Linked DNA regions of Macaca mulatta: regions 1 and 2 are each linked to region 3. A link is a contact called in public Hi-C data. All regions are on one chromosome and are shown on one strand. Each heading gives the region's core, a stretch centred on a gene start, on an enhancer-like site or on the middle of the called end of the contact. The rest is flanking DNA. Distances are from core to core; before and after follow the strand shown.

Evidence for each region. A called contact is a pair of places that touch in the nucleus more often than the background predicts.
Region 1: a Hi-C map of CD4 T cells shows a contact between it and region 3, with 9 times the contacts expected there. The contact joins the promoter of ANAPC1 here to the promoter of TMEM87B in region 3. A contact is called at or near these places in 4 of 14 Hi-C or Micro-C datasets (CD4 T cells, cortical neurons, fetal cortex germinal zone and 1 more).
Region 2: a contact with region 3 is called in a Hi-C map of liver, with 2.6 times the contacts expected there. The contact joins the promoter of MERTK here to the promoter of TMEM87B in region 3. A contact is called at or near these places in 3 of 14 Hi-C or Micro-C datasets (fetal cortical plate, fibroblasts and liver).

Annotation. Positions count from the first base shown.
Region 1 is chr13:22,013,217-22,016,440 of T2T-MMU8v2.0, reverse strand. ANAPC1 (anaphase promoting complex subunit 1) reads left to right here and starts at 1,749. Exons shown (of 47, transcript XM_077959001.1): 1 at 1,749-1,998.
Region 2 is chr13:22,031,171-22,034,735 of T2T-MMU8v2.0, reverse strand. MERTK (MER proto-oncogene, tyrosine kinase) reads right to left here and starts at 1,338. Exons shown (of 18, transcript XM_077959003.1): 1 at 1,143-1,338.
Region 3 is chr13:22,191,427-22,194,895 of T2T-MMU8v2.0, reverse strand. It overlaps TMEM87B (transmembrane protein 87B), which reads right to left and starts at 1,303. Exons shown (of 17, transcript XM_077959008.1): 1 at 858-1,303. The coding sequence starts at 1,025.

The DNA of each region.
Region 1 (3,224 bases), core at 500-2,999, 180 kb after region 3:
TACAGTCTTCCTTCCAAAGAGTACGGTATGGAAAGTGGGGAAATGTAACATCACAGTAGTGAAATCTGACAAACACTATCTCAGGTGATCAAGGCTGACATCAGCAGCAATAAGTGATGCTGTTGATAAGTACCTTTGATATGATGTGATGAAAATGACACTTTATCTCTATGATCTTCCTTCCCCAAATCCATATCCCCAGGCTAATCATGAAGAAACATCAGACGAATTCCAGTTAAGGGATATTCTACAACTAATGCAGTGGCTTACACCTAGAGTCTCATCTACTTGGGGGGTTGAAGCAGGAGGACTGCTTGAGCACAGGAGTTCAAGGCTACAGTGAGCTGTGTTTGTGCCAATGCACTCTAGCCTAGGCAACACAGCAAGACTCTTAAAAAAAATTGAACAAAGTATGAATTTTAATTAGTCATGTGTTGATATTTCATTAATTTTAACAAATGCACTATACTAATGTAAAACACTAATAATAGGGAAACTGGATGTAGAAACTGGGTATAGGGTATGTGGGAAATTTTGGAACTATCTGAAATTTTTCTGTAAATCTAAACTTAAAAAATTTTTTTTTTAAAAAATATTGGCTGGGCCCAGTGGCTCACGCCTGTAATCCTAGCACTTTGGGAGGATGAAGCGGGAGGATCACGAGGACAGGAGATTGAGCCCAGCCTGGCCAACGTGGTGAAACCCAGTCTCTACTAAAAATACAAAAATTAGCTGGACGTGGTAGCGGGCGCCTGTAATCCCAGCTTCTCAGAGGGCTGACGCAGGAGAATCGCTTGAACCCGGGAGGCGGAGGTTGCAGTGAGCCGAGATCGCGCCACGGCACTCCAGCCTGGGTGACAGAGCGAGCCTCCGTCTCAAGAAAAACACACACACAAAAGCTTAAAATATCAATTAGGTATATTTGTATTTATTTAACTGTTTCACGAATCTTTGTTTCTATCCTTTCTCCTATAACCCATTCTTTTGGTTTTTTTTGGAGACAAGGTTTTGCTCTGTTGCCCGGGCTGGAGTGCAGTAGCGCGATCACAGTTCACTGTGGCCTCAAACTCCCGGCTCAAGTGATCCTCCAGACTCCCAAGCAGCTGAGACTACAGGTGCGCACCACGACGCCAGGCTAATTTTTAAAGTTTTTCTTTTGTGCAGACAGAGTCTTGCTATATTGCCCAGGCTGGTTTCAAACTCTTGGGCTCCAGCAATCCTCTAGCCTCGCCTCCCAAAGTGCTGGGATTACAGGCGCGAGTGGTCGCTGGGGTTCTTAACTTGGGTCTTTGAATTGCCTCAAGAAGTGTCTCTGAATCTGGGAATTGCAAGCAACATTTCTGTGAGGACCTTCACACCGTTCATCGACTATTCGAAGAACAGCATGGACCGAAAAAGGCATAGAGCACTGCACGTAGAGAAAATCAGCAACCCCTGCTCCCCGCCATCAACCTAGAGGTGCCTACCTCCACGTGGGGTCAGGAGGCGGAAGCGAAACCAGACAGAAAAAACCTTTAGATCTTTGAGGCAGTTCAGGTCCCCAGTGACATGAGCTAAAGAGAACTTGGACGCCAGGAGGATCTCATCACTGTACGGACTCTAGCAGACAGAATCCAGCTTCGGGGTTCAGATCAATCGCACGGAGGAAAGAGCCCGCAAGTTCTACCCTGTCGCGGTCTTCCCGCAACAGCGCAGGCGCTAGGACTGCTAGGACGCCGCGCGCCTACCGCGATGCCCCGCCCTGGCGAGAGGCAGGACGGGAAAGTCAAGATGGACGCGTCCATTTGAACGTCTCGCATGCCTTCCTGCCATTAGCACTGGCGCCCGGTGCTGTTGCCCATTCTTCCTCCGGAATAGGGGAGGGAGAGGGAATGAGAAGCTGCCGCGGTCGAGGAGTCACTGTGACGGACCCCGCCGCTGCCCTAGGGCCTCCTCGGCCCCTGCGCCTCCGGGGAGCAGCCGGGGCTCGCCGCGCCTGACGCGTCCCGAGTTATACAGGTGCGGGCCCTGTACCGCAGCACTTGGTGGTCTGTCGCGCGCCGCGTGACTCTTGCATCCGCCCCGAGGCCTATCCTCCCCTCGTGGCCGTAGGTCTGGGAACCCGGGGGACTGGGAACCCGAGGGAGGGCGCTGAGCTTGCCCCGGGGCTGAGGGGGCTCCTTCCAGCTCATTGGTTGCCAACGTCTTTTATGAGCTGCGCGCAGCATATCCATGTGCAGCCTCAGCTTCTAGATTGGCCCCCAGTCCCTCTGAGCTGATTTTCTGAGGCCCGAGCTCTTAGCCTGTTTTCACTGTCCTCCAGAACGGCTGGCGAAGCTCTTCCTTTTTTGTGGAGACTGGAGACTTAAGCTCCCGTTAGTGTGCATTTGGGACTCTTTTTTTTTTTTTTTTGGCAGGGTAGTGTTTGTCTGTAGGAATCATTGCTGATACTGTTATTTATAGCATATGAATTTAATAGTATTTTTATGTATAGCTGTTTATGTTGCCCCTAATAAGTAAAAACATGTCTAGAAGTTTGGGGTACTGTAAAAGTATTAAATATGTGGCTTTAATAGGTACAAAATGATAAATAATTCTTAAATCATTCTGTGATTTTCTCTCAGTTATAAGAAAATAACATTATAAAATTGCAGAACTAAAGTTTCATAAAGTCAAAAGTTTGTTGATGTTGGTTGTCCTGTTGAATAAAATATAGGAAGACCAGCTCAATTTTGTTGTTTTCTTTTAAGTTTTTTTTTTTTTTTGAAACAGAGTCTTGTTCTGTCGCCCAGGCTGGAGTGCAGCGGTGTGATCTCGGCTCACTGTAACCTCTGGCTCCCGTGTTCAAGCAATTCTCTGCTTCAGCCTCCCGAGTAGCTGGGATTACAGGTGCCCACCACTACGTCTGGCTAATTTTCGTATTTTTAGTAGAGATGGGGTTTCACCATCTTGGCCAGGCTGATCTTGAACTCCTGACCTCGTGATCCTCCCGCCTCGGCCTCCCAAAGTGCTGGGATTTACCGGCATGAGCCACCGCGCCCGGCCCCTTGTAAGTTTTATAAGGCACTTTTTGGTTGTGTTCCAAGTTCACGTGTTCCCAGTACTCATTTATTTCTAGCAGAAAGAAAAACAAAACTTGTATCATGTTTTGTGACATAATTATATCAAGAATAACTTTTTTTTTTTTTTTTGAGACAGAGTCTCGCTCTGTCGCCCAGGCTGGAGTGCAGTGGCTGGATCTTAGC
Region 2 (3,565 bases), core at 89-2,588, 160 kb after region 3:
CATCACTCACTCCCCAAATAAGCTGTTCATGCAGAATGAAACCGGCCTTCCTTGCCTCCACTTATCAATCCAGCATCTTGTATTAAAATGCCTGGAACAAGCCGGGCGCGGTGGCTCAGGACTGTAATCCCAGAACTTTGGGAGGCTGAGGCGGGCAGATCACGAGGTCACGAGGTCATGAGATCGAGACCATCCTGGCCAACATGGTGAAACCCGGTCTCTACCAAAAATACAAAAATTAGCCGGGCGTGGTAGCGTGCGTCTGTAGTCCCAGCTACTCGGGAGGCTGAGGCAGGAGAATCGCTTGAACCCGGGAGGCGGAGATTGCAGTGAGCCGAGATCGCGCCACTGCACTCCAGCCTGGCGACAGAGCGAGACTCGGTCTCAGAAAAAAAAAAAAAAAAAAAAAGCCTGTAACAACACTTGGCTGCGTCCAGATAAACGTAAACGCTGTCGAGCACCGTAAGTTCTGTTCTGCCGTAACAGGAGTGAAAAGAACGCTCCCCTTTTCCAGGTCCCCACACTCTCTGGGTGCCTCTACAAAGGGATGCTAATAACATCCCTAAGGGCCCAGTGGGAGCAGCCAGGACTGCCGTCCCTCCCTGGCCGGACGCTCGGCCTCAGTCTATCGCGGCTCCCGGACTGCAGCTCTGACTTCCGCAGCCCGTTCGTTCGCCCCACGCCGGTCCCTCGGGAGACCGGATCTGTGGCCCCCGGAACTCCCGCCAGAGTAGGGCTCCACCATGCAACTCTGTCTAGTGGAAAGTTCTCGTCGCATTCCAGACCAGACCTGCTACCTATGTTCCACTCGTAGGAACTTTGGGACTTGCAGCGCGCCCAGCGGAGCTCGATTTCCTCCTCGGAGGTGAAGAGGGAAGGCTGCAGCCCCGACCCCGACCCGGCTTCACCACGACGCGCACCCACAAGCCGGGCTGGGTGCCCTCGGGACGCTTGAGGGGCCGCGGTCAGTGGACGGAAGGCTCGCCTGCGCCTCCTTCTCCGGCACCGCAGTGGGTGGAGGGTGTTTGCAAACTTGTCCAGCAGCCAGGCGCGCCCCTGTGGACGCGCTCACTCCCCTGAGCCCCCTGCTTCGTCCTGGGAGCCCCCACCCCCTCGCCTGGCCCCCAGCCGGGCGCACTCACCTCTACTCCAGAACGCGGGGAGGAAGAGGCCCAGCAGCAGCGGCAGCGGCAGCGGGGCCGGCCCCATCCCGGGGCTGCGGATCTGTAATTTCTCTCCGGACGGACGGACAGATGGACGTCCCGAACCTGCCCTGTCGCCGGCTAAGCGCGCCAGCGAAGCTCCCTGTCCAGGCGGCCCCGGCAGCGAGTGCAGAGTGGTGGAGCCCAGCGGCCGGCGGGTGGTGCCGAGGGCTGGAAGGGGCGGGCCGGGGGCCGAGCCGAGGCCGACCAGGGCTAGAGGAGAGGGGCGGGCAGGGGGGCGAGTCCCGGCGGGTCCCGCAGGTTGGAGTGGGAGGGGGTGGGAGGACGAGGGGGAGGAGGGGCGTAAAGGGGAAAGGGAGGGGGTTGGAGAGGAGGGGCGGGCCGAAGGCCACCGTGGGGCGCACGGCGGGGAGCTGGGAGGAGAGGAAGGGGAGGGGGCTGAGAGACCAGGAGGGAGCTGGAGAGAGAAGTGAAGGGGAGGGGCGGGCTGGAGGTCCAGAGGAGACGGCTCTGGCCGCTGCGCGGGTCTGGAGCCCCACACCTGTGGGTGGGAGATAGGGAAGGACAGAAGGTGGGAGAGGAGTGGAGGATGCCCGAGGCAGCCCCCAGACCCAAGAGGAGGGTCCAGAGGCGCCCCCGCATTCCAGGCTTGGCTGACACAGAAAACCCTGGCAGCGCCGCTCCCAGAGGCCAAGGCCACGGCGGCAGCGCTCCCTGCCGAGCGCTCCTCCACATCCATTCCGCTCCCGTCGAGCGCCTCCTGGGTACCTGGCCCGAGGTGCGCTACACTGCCCTGGCGTCGAGGAGCTCACCGCCCCTGGGGGAGGGGTTCCTGGGGAAGGACGCTTTGCTGTGGCTTCTTGACGAGCCAGAGAGAGGTGACACTCAAGGAGGGAGATGAAAGTGAATGACAAAGTGCAGAGCAGGAGTTGGGAGAGGGGAAACCACAGCACGTTACTCTCATGGACCTCCACAAGGTGTGCAGGGTCCAAGAGGCAGTAGCAGAGAATGAATCGTAAGAGAAATGTAACTACTTATACTAATAATGGCAACAGTAACTTAATTTATATACATAGTTTCTTAAAGGTAACACTTTTAGAATGAATGTATTTTAAGGTGGTCCCTTTAACAATGTAACATGAGCCAAATCATGTCCCTCTGCTCAAATCTCCCCAAACCTATCAGTGGTTCCTGCTGTCTCTCCGCATAAGCCAAGGTTCTGCAGTGACCTCCGAGGTTCTGTGTGACCTGGTCCCCTTTCCTCTTTGGCCTCACCTCCTTACGCCTCTTCCATTTACTTTGGTCTCTTGTCAAGCAGTCCCTTGACCCTACACTGGCTAGACACTTCCCGTAGATTTGGCTACGGGAAGGAGACAAGCAGCCCAGATGGATTTAGACAGGTTATTACTTACACCGACAGCAAAAGCAAAATCAGTGTGGTGTCAGCTCCATGCATCCTTAGGCCCACAGGATAACACCAAACTGGAAGGGCGATTGTTATCCTATGGGTCTACATGATTTAAAAAAAAAAAAAAAAAGAAGAAGAAGACAACATGAGCCCTGCGCCTGAGTAGCCAAGTCTAAACTACACCAAGCAGTTTTATAGACTTCACAGGAGCCTGCTGCTGTATGCTTGGAGGGAAGGGGGCTGGGAGGTGGAGGGAGGGATATGGAAAGTCCTGCAGTCAACTGAAACATTGGAGAAGGAAGAGAAATGGCCTTGCAGCAGTCTCCCGCAAGGTAGGGATAGGAAACTGCCTCCCAGTGGCTCCTCACCAGGCTTACCTATCCCTGCTTTAGGAGAAATCGCAGGGCAGTCCCACAAGACTTGGCTCAGACCATGATCATACCTTGCCTACATGGCCTCTAGAGATGTGCAAGATTGCCAGGGGCACCTCAGCAGAGCTGTTCTCCTGCAATTTCCTTGCTATTGCTCACATATACCAAGCACTCCTCCACCGAAAGGTTTTGCACTGGCTGTTCCCTCTGCCTGAAATGCTCTTCCCCCAGACACACAGCTTCCCAGTTGACTCTCCTCCAAGTCAGCTCAAATCTCACTTTCTTGTTGAGGCCTGCCTTGTACAATATTCTTCAGCTATCTACCGGTGTTTGACATACCACCCCAAACATAGTGGGTGTAAAATGTCAGCCATTTTATTAGATTCCTGGATTCTGTGGATCGGAGGTTTGGACAGAGCACAGGGGAAATAGCTTGTCTTTGCTCCTCCATATCTGCCTGGGACCTTAGGCTCAAATAGTGGGGATTAGAATCATGTAAAGCAAATTATAGCCTGCGGACCTATGGCTTCTTTTTGCAAACAAATGTTATCAGAACACAGTCATTCATGTTGGTCATTGTGACAGAGATTATGTGGCCCACAAAGCTGTGCAGTATGGCCCTT
Region 3 (3,469 bases), core at 54-2,553:
TTGGTCATCTGACCCCAGAGAAGCCGGAGATAATGCCTCTTCCAGACTTCCTGTCTCTCTTTTGCAAGACTTTCCATAATTCTGCCCCTGTATCTCTCCCACATCATCTCCTCTAATTACTGGATGCCAAGTTTTCTAATAGCCTGCCTTGGAAAGAAGAGTTTCCGCCCACTCATGCCTCCAGATTCGCCTTTCAAGCACTCCCTAATAACTAGTCCCGCCCCACCTACACACACACACACACACACACACACACACACACACACACACACACACACACACACCCGGAACTGTGATAGGAACTGTAGAGAAATTCAGGAACTCAAGAAGAGAGAAAGAGAGAGAGGGTGACTACTGCACGTTTCCTCCTCATTTAAATTTTTTTTTTTTTTAAAGGAAGCGGCAGACGCGCTAAGTTTATGCAGAAACTGAAGCGCTGGCAAGTCCTCCCTGCGGCCTCAGGGGTGTGGCCCACTGTGGCTGCATCCGGACAGGAAGAGTCGAATCCCAAAGATGCTGCTAGATGTGCAGAGATTCCTGATCCAGCCAAAACATGTCAGAGCAAAATGACGGCCACGGCGTCGGGAATGGTGACCTTCAGTAACAGTCCGAGCGCTCGGACCGGAGGGCCGTCCCATGCGCAATTCTGACGGCTTTTCCCTGCAGCCTAGGTCGGGCCGGAGGAGGGGCCGCTCCCGGCTCCCCGCTCGTAACAGACAAAAGGCTCCGGGAGGGTATCAGGGGACCCGGTGCTGACCCGGCAGAGGCCAGGTGAACAAGCCCGGGGTCCAGCGAAGCCCCGCAACAGCCCTGAGGGCCCGAGACGTGCCACGCCTCGGTCCCGACACTCCACTTACGTCGTTGACTGTCTCTAACCAGAGCCCCAGCTCAGGGACCGCGCGCACAGCCGCCGGGGCCCAGCACAGAAGGCAGAGGGCGACGCGCAGCAGCGGGACCCGGGCGGGAAGGCAGCGGAGGCGGCGGCACGGCAGGGGCCCCGCTACGGCGCGGCAGGCGGCGACCATCTTGACCCGGAAGCTGCACCTGGCGCTCCGAGACGCCTGCCACACCCGCACCTGGTGCAGCACCGCCCCAGGCAGGCGGGTCCGAATCCGGGACGCGGGGCTTGGACTCGGGTGTGGAGGAGGGGCTTGGGCCTGGGCGGAGAGGCGCGGTGCAGTTCTGGCAAACCGGGCCAGGACCGGGAGGCAGGGCTTAGGGCTCTGAGCCGGGCCCAAGCGTGCAGCTGGGGGAAGCCTGCAAGGCAGAGATAGGAGCCAGGACGTGGAGTTGGCGCCGAGACGTGGAGGCAGGGCTCAGGGCCTGGCGTGAGCGTGAAGATGGAGGCGGAGCCAGAGGGTGGAAGGGAGGGCTGGCAGCCGGAGCGCGGAGGCGGGGCCGGGTAGGGAGGTGCCTCCGGAGTGTGGAGACAAGGCGGGGCTCGGGATGATCGGGGCGGGGCAGGGTGGAGGCAGGAGGGGAGGCTCGGGACCAGGTGGAGTGACGAGACAGAGCGGGGATGTAGGCGGGGCTCGGGCGTGTGAAGGCGGGGTGGGAGGCAGGGCTCGGGAGAGTGGAAAGCGGGGCGCGGTGGGAGGTGGGGCTCGGGGCCAGGCTGGGTGTGGGGACAGGGCGGGGTTGGAGGCGGGCTCCGGACTGGGGAGGCGGGGCGGGGCTCGGTACCAGGCCGGAGTGCTGAGACAGGGTGCCGCAGGAAGGAAGAGCTTGGGGCCAGGCCGAGCGTGGAGGCGGGGCCGTGTGGAGGCGTGGCGTGGGACAAGGCAGGAATTTGGAGGCAAGACTGGGCGGGGAGGCGGAGCCTGAGCATAAAAGCCGGGCTGGTCAAGGAGATGGGGTCGGAGTGGGGAGGTGGAGTTGAGGACCAGGCGGTAGTGTGGAGACGGGGCCGGACGAGGAGAAGGGCTTGGGGTTAGGCCGTAGTGGGGAGGCCAGGTTGGGCGAGGAAGCAGGGCTTAGAGCAAGCCCTAGTTCGGAGACTGGACTGGGCGGGGAGGCGTGTCCTAAATGTGGAGGCATGGCCTGAGTGAGGAGACGGGGGCCTGAATGGGGAGACGGGACCTGTCTGGTAGATGAGGCAGGGTGGGGAGGCGGGGCTGGGTTGGGGAGGTGGAGCCGGAATGGGGAGGCGGGGCTCGCCACCAGCGAGTGCAAGTGTCAAGGTCTTGAACTCGAATGCCTAGTAAGTGCTAAGGTTGGAGTGCAGTCTAGAGTTCTTTTGCCCGGGGTGTCTCCATTTCTTGCATTCTCTACACTTGCCCCTGCCTCGACCCTCTCAGCTCTATGGAAACCGTTCTTTAAATTTAGGGAATGTGCCAGGAAAGTGCTTTGAGGCCAAGGCCGGTTGAACACAAGGCATTGTGTTGTGAAGGTTAACGTTAATAGGACAGTTAATACTTTTCAGAACAAATAGTTACCTGACTGCTTAAAGCTCGGAGGGGTCAGGGCTTGGATCCGTCTTATTGTGTACCTTGCCTTGCATTTTCGACTGTAAGCTGAATACATGTTTTGCTGTCAAAGAGAATTAGTTCATTCATTATCAAATGTAAATAATATCCAACAGGGGAATAGAATCCTGTGCTAATATTGTTATTAACGTAGAATAAGATCGATTTATATAGTCAAAAGACCTTGGCTGCTTTACCAGTCATCAGTAATAATTGAGGACCTACTATATACACTAGAGATCGCATGTGCATCTTCCCAGCAAGCAATGTGATCAGTTCTGTTTAGGTCAGAATAACAGTGTAACAGGACAACAGGGGAACATCCACCAGAGATTTAGGAAGTGAGTCAGGGACAGAAGGAGAGAACAATACATGAAATTTAAGTTCTACAAGAAGAGTTAAGGGTGAGTTACCGGTGGGAGTGAGGGTTAAGTCTGAAGTTGTTTTAGTTATGAGAGAAATGGAGGAATGGAAAGATCTTCCAGATGACTGGATGTTGGTGTGAAACAGGGAGTGGCAAAGCTGGGAATATTTAAGCAGTACGGAAAATACAGGCATTCCTAAATTAAGTTAGGCAGATGGCCCCTTTAGTGTAAGAACACTGGAGAGGCAATGATGGTTGTTTTTTTTTTTTTTTTTTTTTTTTTTTTTTTTTTTTTTGAGACGGAGTCTCGCTCTGTTGCCCAGGCTGGAGTGCAGTGGCACCAACTCGGCTCACTGCAAGCTTCGCCTCCCGGGTTCAGGCCATTCTCCTGCCTCCGCCTCCAGAGTAGCTGGGACTACAGGCACCCGCCACCACGCCCGGCTAAATTTTTTACATTTTTTAGTAGAGACTGGGTTTCACCGTGTTAACCAGGATGGTCTCGATCTCCTGACCTCATGATCTGCCCGCGTCGGCCTCCCAAAGTGCTGGGATTACGGGCGTGAGCCACAGTGCCCGGCCGGTTTTTAAGTAAGGTTGAGCTAATCAGAAAGATCACGTTGGTTGTCAAATTGGGAAACAA